Linked DNA regions of Mus musculus: all the other regions are linked to region 3. Evidence: chromatin contacts called from public promoter capture Hi-C data. All regions are on one chromosome and are shown on one strand. The core of a region is the stretch at or near the end of the contact, and the rest is flanking DNA. Distances in the headings are between cores, read along the strand shown.

Region 1 (3,005 bases), core at 254-2,753, 1.4 Mb after region 3:
TATGTTTGTTAGTAATTTGAAGTGGAAGAACAGAACCTAAGTGAGATTCCGACCACAACACACCACCACTCAAGCATTTCAGAAGTAAAGAAACCCTGCGAGTACTCTCACTGGATTAATAAGCACGGATCCAGGCACAGAAGTGCACAGCTTTAATCCCAGCACTTGGGAGGCAGAGACAGGCAGAGCTAGCTCTGTGAGTCAAGACCAGCCAGGTCTACATAGCAAGTTCCAGGACAGCCAGGGCTACATCCGAAGACCCTGTCTCAAACGAACAAAAGTAAAAAGCTAGTGTCCTGGCATACTAGGAGATGCGGCTTAAATGACAGGAAAAGAAATGTAAGTTACTGGTGGGAAGTCAGCCTAACAGTAGGACTCATGGGGGAAACTAACAAAAACAAAGAAAAAAGCAGAAGTCTCCTTCAGTTCCTTGCCAGAGTCTGATGAGACAACCCGGTTTGTGCAAAGTGTTGGGCTACTCAGCCTTACAGTCTCTCCAGGCCTGTGGATCCCAGGCTAGGGGAGCCCAGCTCTAGCTTGGGCTAGCTTGTACACTGTGCCCAGGACCTTAGATGTGAATACTGAGCAGAGAGAGAAAAAAGGCAATCCCGCTTTTGGTTACCCTGCCAGTTCTGAGGGCCAAATCTCACCAGTTTGTCCTCTCTCTGTCCCTTCCTCCCTCTGTTCCTAGACTAGAATGGGCCTTTCTGCAAATAGCCTTTCAGTCCAAGAAGGCTTTGGCACCGTGCCGCAATAAAGGACTCCGGGTGCCCCGAGAGTGCAAAAGGACAAACACCGAGCCCAGGCGTGGTGACTCCTCTATGCTCCCTCAGTGGGCCGACTTCCCTCTGGTGTCTCTATAAAGGCCACAGGGAATCTTTCGAAAGGACACTAGAACGACTCAGGGGCCCGTGATCCAGCCCTTCTAATCCAGGGCGCGCCTCTGACTCAGCATGACCTCGCACATCCTTTTCTGGCTCCAGGTCCACAGTCGCCTCTTTGCAAGGTGAGGATCCTGCTTTTCCAAGGACGCTTCTCGGGCCGCCGCCGTCCCGTGATGGACTACGGCCATGCTAAGGTTCATAAGTGAGTTCCCACGCTGGTGTGTGTGAAGAGGTGGCGCTCCTGTCCCCCACACAGGTCTCTTGGGAGCGCAGACTTGATTAACTGACCGGTCCGCCTGCTCATAATCCAGGCTGGGATTGTGGAGCAACGAACTCCTGCTCCGGGCTAGGCCTGGCTTTCGGGACGCTCCTCCCTGTCGCTCTCCCTCCCACGTGGGGCCGAGAAAGCCGGAGCTCCTAGCTGCACGCGCGTTGTCCGGCCGATTCCGGGCGGGAGGCCTGCGTGGAAGGCCGCTGGGTGCAAGGAACGGAGCAGGAGGCTGAGCCGGCCCGAGAGCTCCGCCCAGATCGGTGGAGTGCAGTGGCCTTTCGCTGCCTAGCCGCACGGGGGTGTGGTCCAGAGGACTCGGCTTCCCGGCGCTCCGCGCCAACCCCTGGGAGTTTTGCAGCACCCACGGCGTGTTTGCACGCAGCCACCTAGGAAGATCCCCTCAGCGCGCCGCAATCGCTGAATCCTTTCTCTCCACCCACCTCCCTCACGCAAGCTGAGGAGGAGAGGTGGAAACATGCGGGACTACGACGAGGTGATCGCCTTCCTGGGCGAGTGGGGGCCCTTCCAGCGCCTCATCTTCTTTCTGCTCAGCGCCAGCATCATCCCCAATGGCTTCAATGGTATGTCAGTCGTGTTCCTGGCGGGGACCCCCGAGCACCGTTGCCTGGTTCCTGACACTGTGAACCTGAGCAGCTCCTGGCGCAACCACAGCATCCCCTTGGAGACGAAGGACGGACGACAGGTGCCTCAGAGCTGCCGCCGCTACCGACTGGCCACCATCGCCAACTTCTCTGCGATGGGGCTGGAGCCAGGACAGGACGTGGATCTGGAGCAGCTGGAGCAGGAGAGCTGCCTGGATGGCTGGGAGTACGACAAGGACATCTTCCTGTCCACCATCGTGACAGAGGTAGGTGGTAGTGCTGGAGCTGGACATTGGGAATGGAGACTCCGTTGCATCCGTGCCCCCAACAGCCCCTGACAGTGCCTGGGTCAGTGTCACCTACTGTCTCAAAACTTCCAGGCACAGAGTGGGGTTGTGAGTGTATTCTCAGCGCACACTCAGAGCTGATGAATTTCTGTGTGGCATGGAGGGGATGAAAAAAAGAGAGTGTTGTCATCAACTGCCTTTTCCTTTCTGAGTTTCACAACAGAGTTTCCCAAGAGCCCTGGTGCTTCCCTGGGCAGGCCAAACCAGACTGTCTTGATTTATAGTCATAGCTATTTCCTTGCTACAGAGAATGGCTACAGTGGTCTGTTGATGGACACAAGGAAGGGTCTTGAGACAGAAGGGCCTCTATGTCGAGGCCCCCACTTTCTCGAAAAAGAGGCAGCAGCCCCTTCCTTGACACTGGTTGGATGTAAGGAGTCAAAACTAGAACCTGGCCTTTGGACACTCAAGGAAAGACCCGTACTTCTGAGGGAAGTGTAAGCTGGTGATCAAGGCTCCAGCTGAGCCCACTGCCTTACCTCTAAGTGATCAGGGAATAGGTTCCCCAAGTCACCAGAGTCTGAATGTGGACCTACTACTCCCTCTTAGTTTCCTGCTGCGTATTTGCTGAGGACCAGGTCATAACAGATAAGACAAGCACTGTTTCTGGCAAGAGCATCACCCAGAACTGATTACCTGCTGTTGGTCAAGCTGGTAGAAAATCTGCCTTCCCACCATTGCTGCTTCTGGTCTGTCTTTTTTTTTCCCTAGGCTGGTTAAACAAAAAACCAACTAGGTTCCTCCCAATGAGATCTCTGGGAACAACAGCCTCAATTTCTTATCTCTTTCCCTCAGCACTACAGAGCAGTCAACAGAAAATGTGTCTGGCCCCAGGGTGTAGACAGCTAGGGTGTGGGTCCCACCTGCAGAGCTCTGATGCCTGTGGGCATGCCAGCTGTGT
Region 2 (2,700 bases), core at 71-2,570, 1.9 Mb after region 3:
AATGGATGCTGTCCTGTACCACTGCCCAGCTGAAACCCCCACCCTGTCCCTGGTGAGCTTCTCCATGCTCTATAGTATTTCTATACTATAGTGTTCTCTATAGTATTTCTATACTATAGTGTTCTCTATAGTATTTCTAGGGTATGCTATAGCTCACATAGCACATTACAGAGCTTTCTGACTTCTGTTTCCTCCTGATAAATGAACTCTGCTAGGTCAAAGCGTTTATCTCTGCTAACATGTATCACAGCCTGAAAGGGCCTGGCTATGTTCTCAATAAATATTTGTGAAATAACTGAAGTTTTAGAAACAGCATGGGCTGGAGGTGTGGTGCTGTATCCTGGCATTTGTAAAGCCCTGGGTTCCATACTTAACACTTCAATATGGTTTCTATTTTGCTTTTTTTTTTTAATTTTTAAAGTATAAAAGACACATGAATTCATAGTAGAAGAAAGTATGTCAAAATGTTAATGGTCATTTCTGCTGCTGATATTTTTTCCTTCTTTGTTTTTTCCTGTGGGTTTATTCCTGAAATCCTATATGAAATGGGTTATTTTGGGCAAGCATGGTGGCACACACCTATAATCCTAGCACTCAGGACTGAGGCGGTGACAGCACAAGTTCCAGACCAACTTGAACTTCATATAGAGACAAAAATAAAGGGGGTATTTTTGGAATGGCTCAGTGAGTAAAGGTGCCTGCCACCAAACCAGATGATGTGAATTTGCACTCCAGAGCCCATGTAATGATGGAAAGCCGAACCAATGTCTCAAGTTATCTTCTTTCTGACCTACAAAACACACACACACACACACACAGAGAGAGAGAGAGAGAGAGAGAGAGAGAGAGAGAGAGAGAGAGAGAAACAGATAGACAGAGAGAGACAGAGAGACAGAAAGTCAACGAATAATAAAATATGTAGATCGCAAAGCTCCACATTTCAAAAAGTATTATCTATCATGAGAAAACTGCTTCCTAAACCTCTTGTGAGCCTCCAGTACCCTGCACTCAATACCACACAGGGAACTGTTCTTGCTATGAATTTTGTAAATCTGGTTGGTTTTTTTCCCCCTATATAAAAAGCATCAGACATTGGAGAGGTATTGATGCAATATATGCAGTGCAAGGACATATATATGTAAAATATTGCTTTTATTTTGTGGTAAATAGTGCTGAAGGTAATAAATACCCACGCCTCGCCCATACGCTGCAACATCCCCAGGGAACACACCCACCTAGCAACCGGGAGTGGAGCTGAAGAGCAACGCTGCGCCTTTAATTCCGCCTTTAATTGGTGGGGGCAGTGCAGAGAGGTTCCGCTTTCCCATTCCCTCCGCACCTCCAGTGGCAGCTGTCACCTGTAAGCCGAGCGCCGCACAGGGGCATGGAGCCTGGCGCCCATTGGACAGGACCTCTCAGCAGCAACCTACCCCCCAGTCTGGGGGCCAGGCCTGGCGCAGGCGGAGGATAGGAGTCCCAGGTGCCCTTCGCCCGGAGACTTCTCAGCACGGCGGCGAGGGCGTGACTGCAGTCCAGTTTCGGAAATCAGAGTCCCAGGTGAGCCCGGCTGGGCGGCTGGGGCGACCCCGGAGTCGCAGACACCGAGAATGGCGCTGGCAGCCGCCGCCGCTGCCGCCGCTGCTGCCGCAGGGGTGAGCCAGGCGGCGGTGTTGGGCTTCCTGCGGGAGCACGGCGGGCAGGTGCGCAACTCCGAGCTGCTGAGCCGCTTCAAGCCGCTGCTGGACGCTGGGGACCCACGGGGCCGCGCGGCCCGTAGGGACCGCTTCAAGCAGTTCGTCAACAACGTGGCCGTGGTGAAGGAGCTGGATGGGGTCAAGTTCGTGGTGCTGAGAAAGAAGCCCCGGCCGCCGGAAGGACCCGAGGCCCCACTCCCCTCCAGCCCTGGAGTGCCAGCCGCGCTGGCCCAGTGCGCTGCTGTCCCAGCGGAGGACAACTGTGCCCCCGGGGCTCCCCACTCCCCACAGCGATCAGGAGAACCGCCGGAGGACTCGTCCGCACCATCCGAGCTACAGCACACCCCTGAGACCCTACCCTCAGAGGTCACCCAGGTTGAGGCGCCATCAGGCTCAGCGCCACAGCCCGGGGGGCCGGAGGATCCGGCGCTACCTCGGTCCTCGGAGCTAGCCCGACCCGCCAGCGTGCCGTCGGGGCTGGCCCTGACGAGCACAGAGTCGCCAGGCCCGGAGCCTGCACCTCCCACGGCGCAAGTGCCACCGCAGAAGCCTTGCATGCTGCCGGTGCGCTGCGTCGTTCCTGGCCCCGCGGCGCTGCGGATCCGCGCGGAGGAGCAGGGCCTGCGCCGGCAGCGCTCGGAGGAGCCGAGCCCACGGGGCTCCCCGATGCTCCTGCGGAGGCTTTCGGTAGAGGAGTCGGGTCTGGGACTCCACCTGGGACCCGGCCGTTCCCCGCATCTCAGGCGCCTGTCCCGCGCCGGTCCGCGCCTGCTGAGTCCGGACACGGAGGAGATGCCCGTCGCGCCGCTACCGTCACCCGCGGTGCCCCTGGAGCCCACGGAGCACGAGTGGCTGGTGCGCACGGCCAGCGGTCGTTGGAGTCACCAGCTGCACGGGTTGCTCTTGCGGGACCGCGGCCTGGCTGCCAAGCGCGACTTCATGTCCGGCTTCACCGCGCTACACTGGGCGGCCAAGAACGGCGACCGGGAGATGGCTTTACAGCTGG
Region 3 (2,861 bases), core at 140-2,639:
GGCTGGAGAGCAGGAGGAGTGTGGTAGATGAGGGCGTGGCAGGGAAGGCAGGGATCCTGGTGTGTATAAGCTTATCTCTAGACTGTTCTTTTACCTTCTCCAGTCCCCTGTTATCCAAACTCAATGGCTGCTTCGATATCTACGCTTTCAGGAAGTTTCTGCTGATCTGACCCCCTGGGAGAAGCCTTGGGGTCTGCATCACTGAGGAAGTGGTTCTGCACATGAGGTGCATCCCTTTAGCCACACCCCAAACTCCTGCCACCACGTCTATTCTGGTACCTCCCCAGGTAGGCAGGCCCAAAATGTTCAGTCAAGAGCTGCTGCATAGATGAGGAGTGTCCATGTTCCCCAAAGAAGAGTGGGGCTGAAATGTAGACTCAGCGTTCTCAGACCACTTTTGGTCAGGTGTTACTGGGTAAGCTGTTTGCCCTGCGTGAGCCTGTGCCCCTGTTATTAAAATGGCCTCTTGGGACCGGAGAGATGGCTCAGCGGGTAAGAGCACTGACTGCTCTTCCAGAGGTCCTGAGTTCAATTCCCAGCGACCACATGGTGGCACACAACCATCTGTAATGGGGTCCGATGTCCTCTTCTGGTGTGTCTGTCTGGGCTGCAAATGCAGCTTCATTGGTAGCATGCTTGCTTAACAATCATTAACACCCCCCCCTGCCCCCCCCCCGGCCCCGAGGTCAATCCTCAGCACTAAATAAAATAGTCATGGTAGGTAGCACACACATGTAATCCTAGCACCCTGGAAGTAGATAGAAGTAGGAAGATCAATAGTTCAAGGTCATCCTCAGCTACATAGTGAGTGGTCAGCCCAGGCTACGTGCGACCTCTTCCAAAACCAAACAACACCTAAATGAAAGGCCTGTGGCTTCCCCACCAACCCTGCTATTGCTTCTGATCTGACTATCAGTATTATTGCTCTGAGTTTGTCAGGTACTGACAGCGCAAGTCTTCCAGCTTAGTTCTAATCCTTCACGTACCCGTGGTTGGTGCCACTAGACCTAGAGGGGACTTCGCCTCGTTATCAAGGATGATGCCACCAGTATCACCAGTGGCAGCTTGTTTTGTTGGCACTGAGAAAACTGGGTACTTTTGCTCCCCCACTGCCATGCCAGCGTGCACTCTCTGCCTTGCTGTACATTGCTAAGCCCAAGAGAGTGCTCAGGCAAGTTCACTCGCTGGCTGTGTGTAAAGTAGGACAAGGGGCTTAGCCGTGCCTCTGTGACTCTCTCTCTCTCTCTCTTCTCTCGGTTAATGTCTAGGACTCTTCAGTCAGCAGCCTCGGCTCTGAACAAGGCCTGGCCTGTTCTAGGTGATTCCAGCAGCTGTTCCAGCCCTGACCCTCATGTCTGTTTAGGCAGGAGCCCCAGAACAGATGAGACAGGTGGGGCCAGGGTGTCTGGGTAGCACACAGCCTACCACAAGGCAAGGAAGGGAGAAAGAAAAGACAGCTTTGGTTCTGGGGAGAAGGGGGAGGCAGGCCAGGGGAAGGAGGAGACAGAGGAGGAGGAGGGCCTTTGAGTGGAGGCGGAGGGTGAGACAGACCCTGCCCAGAGCTCCAAGAGGCTTCCTGCTGCTCGCCTCTAAACCCCTCCACATTCCTGCAGCCCTTCAGACCGCCAGAACTCTTCTGCCGCCTGCCTGCCTGCCTGCCTGCCTGCCTGCCTGTGCCGAGGTATGCACCTCCCTGTCAGCCCCTGCCCTTCTGTAAGCTTCATCATCTCCTCTCTGCCCCATCCCCATGACCAGTCTCAGGGGGAGGTGAGCTGGAAACCTGTTGCTCACTCACAGGGGAACTTGTTGTCTCTGTAGCACTGCAGAAAATAGCCATGGTTTGCGGGGACCGCTTTCTCTGTGTTCTCTGGTGGCAGAGGCTACTGGTCTGTCCTCTGTCACCCTCGGAGGCAGCTGCCTCCTTTTCTGAGAATCCGATCCTCATTTGCCCATCATGACTGCCAACCCAGAGAAAATCTGGCTGGCAGCCTGTTGGGTCTGGCTTCCTATTCTGGGAGAACAGACATCCAGTTCTGGGTCAGAGCACTGTTGTCCAAATGGGACTTTGCAAGAAGGATAAACAGATCTGTAAACAGCCAAGGCAAGACATTCCCTTTAGTCAGTTCCTCTGGGAAGGCTCTGGTCCCTTCAATCTCTGTCCACCCCCACCCCATCACCCCGTGGCATTTCAGTCAGTCTGAAATGCCATTGTCTCTCCCAGCCTGGGGTTGCCATTGTTCCCAGCCTAATTCTGAGAGGTGGTCATCACTGGCATTAACATTGCTTCTACCGTATCTAGACATCTGAGAAAGCCAACAATTTGATACAATCCAGAGACGACAGGGAGGAGGGTGTGATGGGGAGGAGGGAGACAGAGAGATATAGCTCCAGGACACTTTTCTTGCTACTACTGAATCTATCCAAGACTCAGCCTGTTGAAAGCTTGTCTGCTCCAAGCTGTTCTGTAAACTTCCTGTGACTCCTAGAATGGCTGGAAATAAGCCTCACCTAAGGGGGACAAACAGGTATCAGGCATCTGCCTCAGGGACAGACAGCACACCTGCAGGGAGGGAGTGTCTCCACTGACAACTCTTTTAAGTTTCTAGAACCTTCCTAGTGTAGGGAGTGGAGTGAGATGCGGACCCTACATGAGGTAACAAGCTTTAGGCAATTTGTGGGCGATCTCACATAGCCATCTCCCCTGAGTGTAGCCTTCCTGTCCTAAGGAAGAGGGATAGCTTTTGGGGTACCCGAATTCCCCTAAGACTTCCCAAGCAGGGTCACTTAATTGAGCCTATAAAGTGGTCTACGAATAAGCAACTTCAAAGAGTCTCTGGAATTAGTGTGTGTATGTGAGTGCG
Region 4 (2,781 bases), core at 179-2,678, 1.4 Mb after region 3:
TGAAGCCGAGCACAAACCTCTGCCACACAGTATTGCGAGCCCAACATCTGTGTGTCCCTCTCACTCTCCACACACTCAAGCATGCATCCGTGTCACACACTCAATCCATGTCACTCCTCTCCCACCTGAGGGGATAGCAGCACCCTCCCTACCAGGAGGACATCCCGGCCTGGGACCTCCTACTTGGTACCTCTCAAGCGGCCTGGGATCTCCTACTTGGTACCTCTCAAGTTGTCCTACTCTTTGTCACCAGGAAGACATCAGGACAGACACCCCTACATTGTAGCTCTCTGACAGTTCTTCTCTTTTCCAGATGTAGGAGATTCAGTGGTCCCTCTCATCTCTTACCCTGTGAGCATCAGCATCACACACACACAGTCCGAGTCACTCACGTGTCACATGTCACAACAGGGTAAGAGAGAACACAGGGTTGCCAAGAATATTGACTAACTAGGATCTTGCCTCCTCTGGGTATGGAGAAGCAATTGATGGCTGATGTGGTCAGACTGAGGTACCCAGAGAGTAGTCTGGCCAAACCATTGTACCTCCAGAAGCTGTTAAAGGACATCCGGGCACACAGTGGTTGGAAGTGAAGACTTGGGGAAGAGAGGAGCCCTGGAGAGTGGGGTGGGGGCGAGCTCCAAATACTTCTGCTCCTCCACTGGGAGACAGGCACTGCTCCAGCCTGCTCTCCTTTCCAGAAAGCTAAGAGATACAACACCCCTGGCAGACAAGATGACCTGAAGGGAGATGGAAACAAGACAAGGCCCAAGAAGCCGAGGGTGGGGGGTGGGGTACCTGGAAAAAAAAAACATGCGCCTTGCTTCTAGATGCCAGAAAAAGGTCAACTCCTCTAGGAGATCAGCTTTGCCTTTGCAAACTAGTTTGGGCACCTTTCTATTTCTACTGCACCCACGCCCCCCGTAGCCCACCAAATAGATCCATGGCCTGCTGCTGTCTTGGGTCTGTGTCCCTAGTCCAGGGCTTCTCAAGCCCAAGGTTCTAAGTGTGCCGGTGTTCAGAGGGTTCCATGCGCTGAAAGGTGGGGAGGCAGGTTGGCCCGCCAGAACGTGGAAGTGGTTTGGGAACAAGGCACGGCCCCATCCCCCATCAGAGCCACCGCAGTCCTGCATCCCTCCCCGGGCTAGAGCACCGGCCCGTAAAAGCGACTTCAAAGGGCCGGTGCCTAGTGTCTGAGTTTCCACAGCCTGCTCGGCTCCTCAGCCAGGCAGAACTCAGACATCCAAGCGGACCCTATTCTGGGGGCTTCAATAAGCGGGTGGGGGGTGCGGGGTTTAGCCTGGGAAAGTGAGGGGCGGGTCCTCGGAGCCCCCAAAGTGGGAGGGTCGGGAGTCCGCGGGACCAATCGGTGTGCGCGCGGGGCGCGGGCACGAACGGAGGGGGGATCGGGGGCGGGCAGCCCGGGGGCGGGGCGCGGCGGCCAGGCGGCGGCAACAGCGGCGGCGACTCCTCCGTGTCCGGCTCCAGCTCTGGCTGCAGCTCCGGCCCGCGATGACCCACTCGGTGACCCTGCGCGGCCCTTCACCCTGGGGCTTCCGCCTGGTGGGCGGCCGGGACTTCAGTGCTCCCCTCACCATCTCGCGGGTGAGTCCGACCCCCGCGGGGCAGCGGGGTAGTCCCGGGGCTTAGACCTTGTCCTTGTAGTAGACCCAGGACCCAGATCCTCGACGTGTCGAAAGCTTGAAAGCAGAGTGTTGGTCTTGGTGACCCACATAATGTGAAGGGGGGTTCCAGCAGGGCAACACAGTCCCACCCCGCTTCCCGCACAGCCTGCCTGCCCCGTTTGGTGGTGAGAATCCCCAAGAGTTCATACACCAACTTCCCGCTGCTAAGTTTCTTTAGGGGAAGTTGCTGTGGGCCAGGGAAGAACCCTCAGACATGGGCCAGGAGTCTGGACAGCTCTACAGAGGCCCAGAAACTCCTCAGATCCAACCCTGCCTGAAGTTTTGGGGCAAAGTAACTGAAAACCCACTTCCCCTGTTAAAGGTCCGGGTGGCCTTAGGAGGGTCTTGCTGTCCTCGGAAGTCCACCCACTTCCCCACTCTGAACTTCAGTTTCTCCTCTCTGGCCTCAGTCACTCTGGGGGAAGTGACCAAGAGGGACTGTTAGCTTCCAGGCAAGGGGGAGACAATGAGGCATGGTTCCCCCTCCTTACAAACCAACACAAAGCCATGGACCAGGACAGCCTCAGCCCAGTTCCCCACGGGTCCCAGGATCATACCCTGCTCCTAGATCTAAGGCAGAGGCAAAGAGGAGGGGGCACAGCCCTGGAGAGGGAGTTGGTCTGAAGATAGAGCAGGGAGGAGCTCCGGCCTGAGGCAGGGATTCCCCAGCCTTGGAGCCAAAAGAGAAGAGAACCCAGGCTCTGCCCTTAGTGGCTCTGGGTCCAGAAGGAGGGGACAGATGTGGACATCCCTTCACCCCACAGAGGCTGCTTGAGTCTTTGGGGAAGTGTGTCGGGGGACTGGAGAACCACTTTGCTGCTTCTTCTGGCCCTGAAGGCTGGGCTAAGCTTTCGAGATTTCTTTTTCAGTTCTTGGGAAGAGGTAGTCACTGGGTGGGTGTGGAATTGTGGAATCCTCTATATGGGGGCCTGGGTGACAGGCAGGACCAGCTGTCCTAGGAGGCTTCCAACATCTGTCTTTACCACTAGGTCCCTGGGGCCAAGTGAGGTATGCCTTCAGCACATCCCTGTGACTTTCATCTCCTTGTTCTCCCTAGAGATCCCCGCTGGGGGTGGGAAGTGGGGGGGGGGGGGCA

What was found. Promoter capture Hi-C pulls out the DNA fragments that hold promoters and counts their contacts. Capture Hi-C pulls out chosen DNA fragments and counts their contacts.
Region 1: a promoter capture Hi-C map of hippocampal neurons shows a contact between it and region 3, with 2.9 times the contacts expected there. The contact joins the promoter of Slc22a4 here to the promoter of Sparc in region 3. A contact is called at or near these places in 2 of 39 promoter capture datasets (the C10 cell line and hippocampal neurons).
Region 2: a contact with region 3 is called in a promoter capture Hi-C map of liver, with 2.8 times the contacts expected there. The contact joins the promoter of Sowaha here to the promoter of Sparc in region 3. A contact is called at or near these places in 2 of 39 promoter capture datasets (both in liver).
Region 4: a promoter capture Hi-C map of liver shows a contact between it and region 3, with 2.3 times the contacts expected there. The contact joins the promoter of Pdlim4 here to the promoter of Sparc in region 3. A contact is called at or near these places in 1 of 39 promoter capture datasets (pre-B cells) and 1 of 9 other capture datasets (liver).

The regions. Positions count from the first base shown.
Region 1 is chr11:54,026,602-54,029,606 of GRCm38.p6, reverse strand. Slc22a4 (solute carrier family 22 (organic cation transporter), member 4) reads left to right here and starts at 1,503. Exons shown (of 10, transcript NM_019687.4): 1 at 1,503-2,023. The coding sequence starts at 1,631.
Region 2 is chr11:53,478,815-53,481,514 of GRCm38.p6, reverse strand. Sowaha (sosondowah ankyrin repeat domain family member A) reads left to right here and starts at 1,320. Exons shown (of 1, transcript NM_183173.2): 1 at 1,320-2,700. The coding sequence starts at 1,608.
Region 3 is chr11:55,418,608-55,421,468 of GRCm38.p6, reverse strand. Sparc (secreted acidic cysteine rich glycoprotein) reads left to right here and starts at 1,389. Exons shown (of 10, transcript NM_009242.5): 1 at 1,389-1,681.
Region 4 is chr11:54,067,664-54,070,444 of GRCm38.p6, reverse strand. It overlaps Pdlim4 (PDZ and LIM domain 4), which reads left to right and starts at 1,428. Exons shown (of 7, transcript NM_019417.3): 1 at 1,428-1,605. The coding sequence starts at 1,513.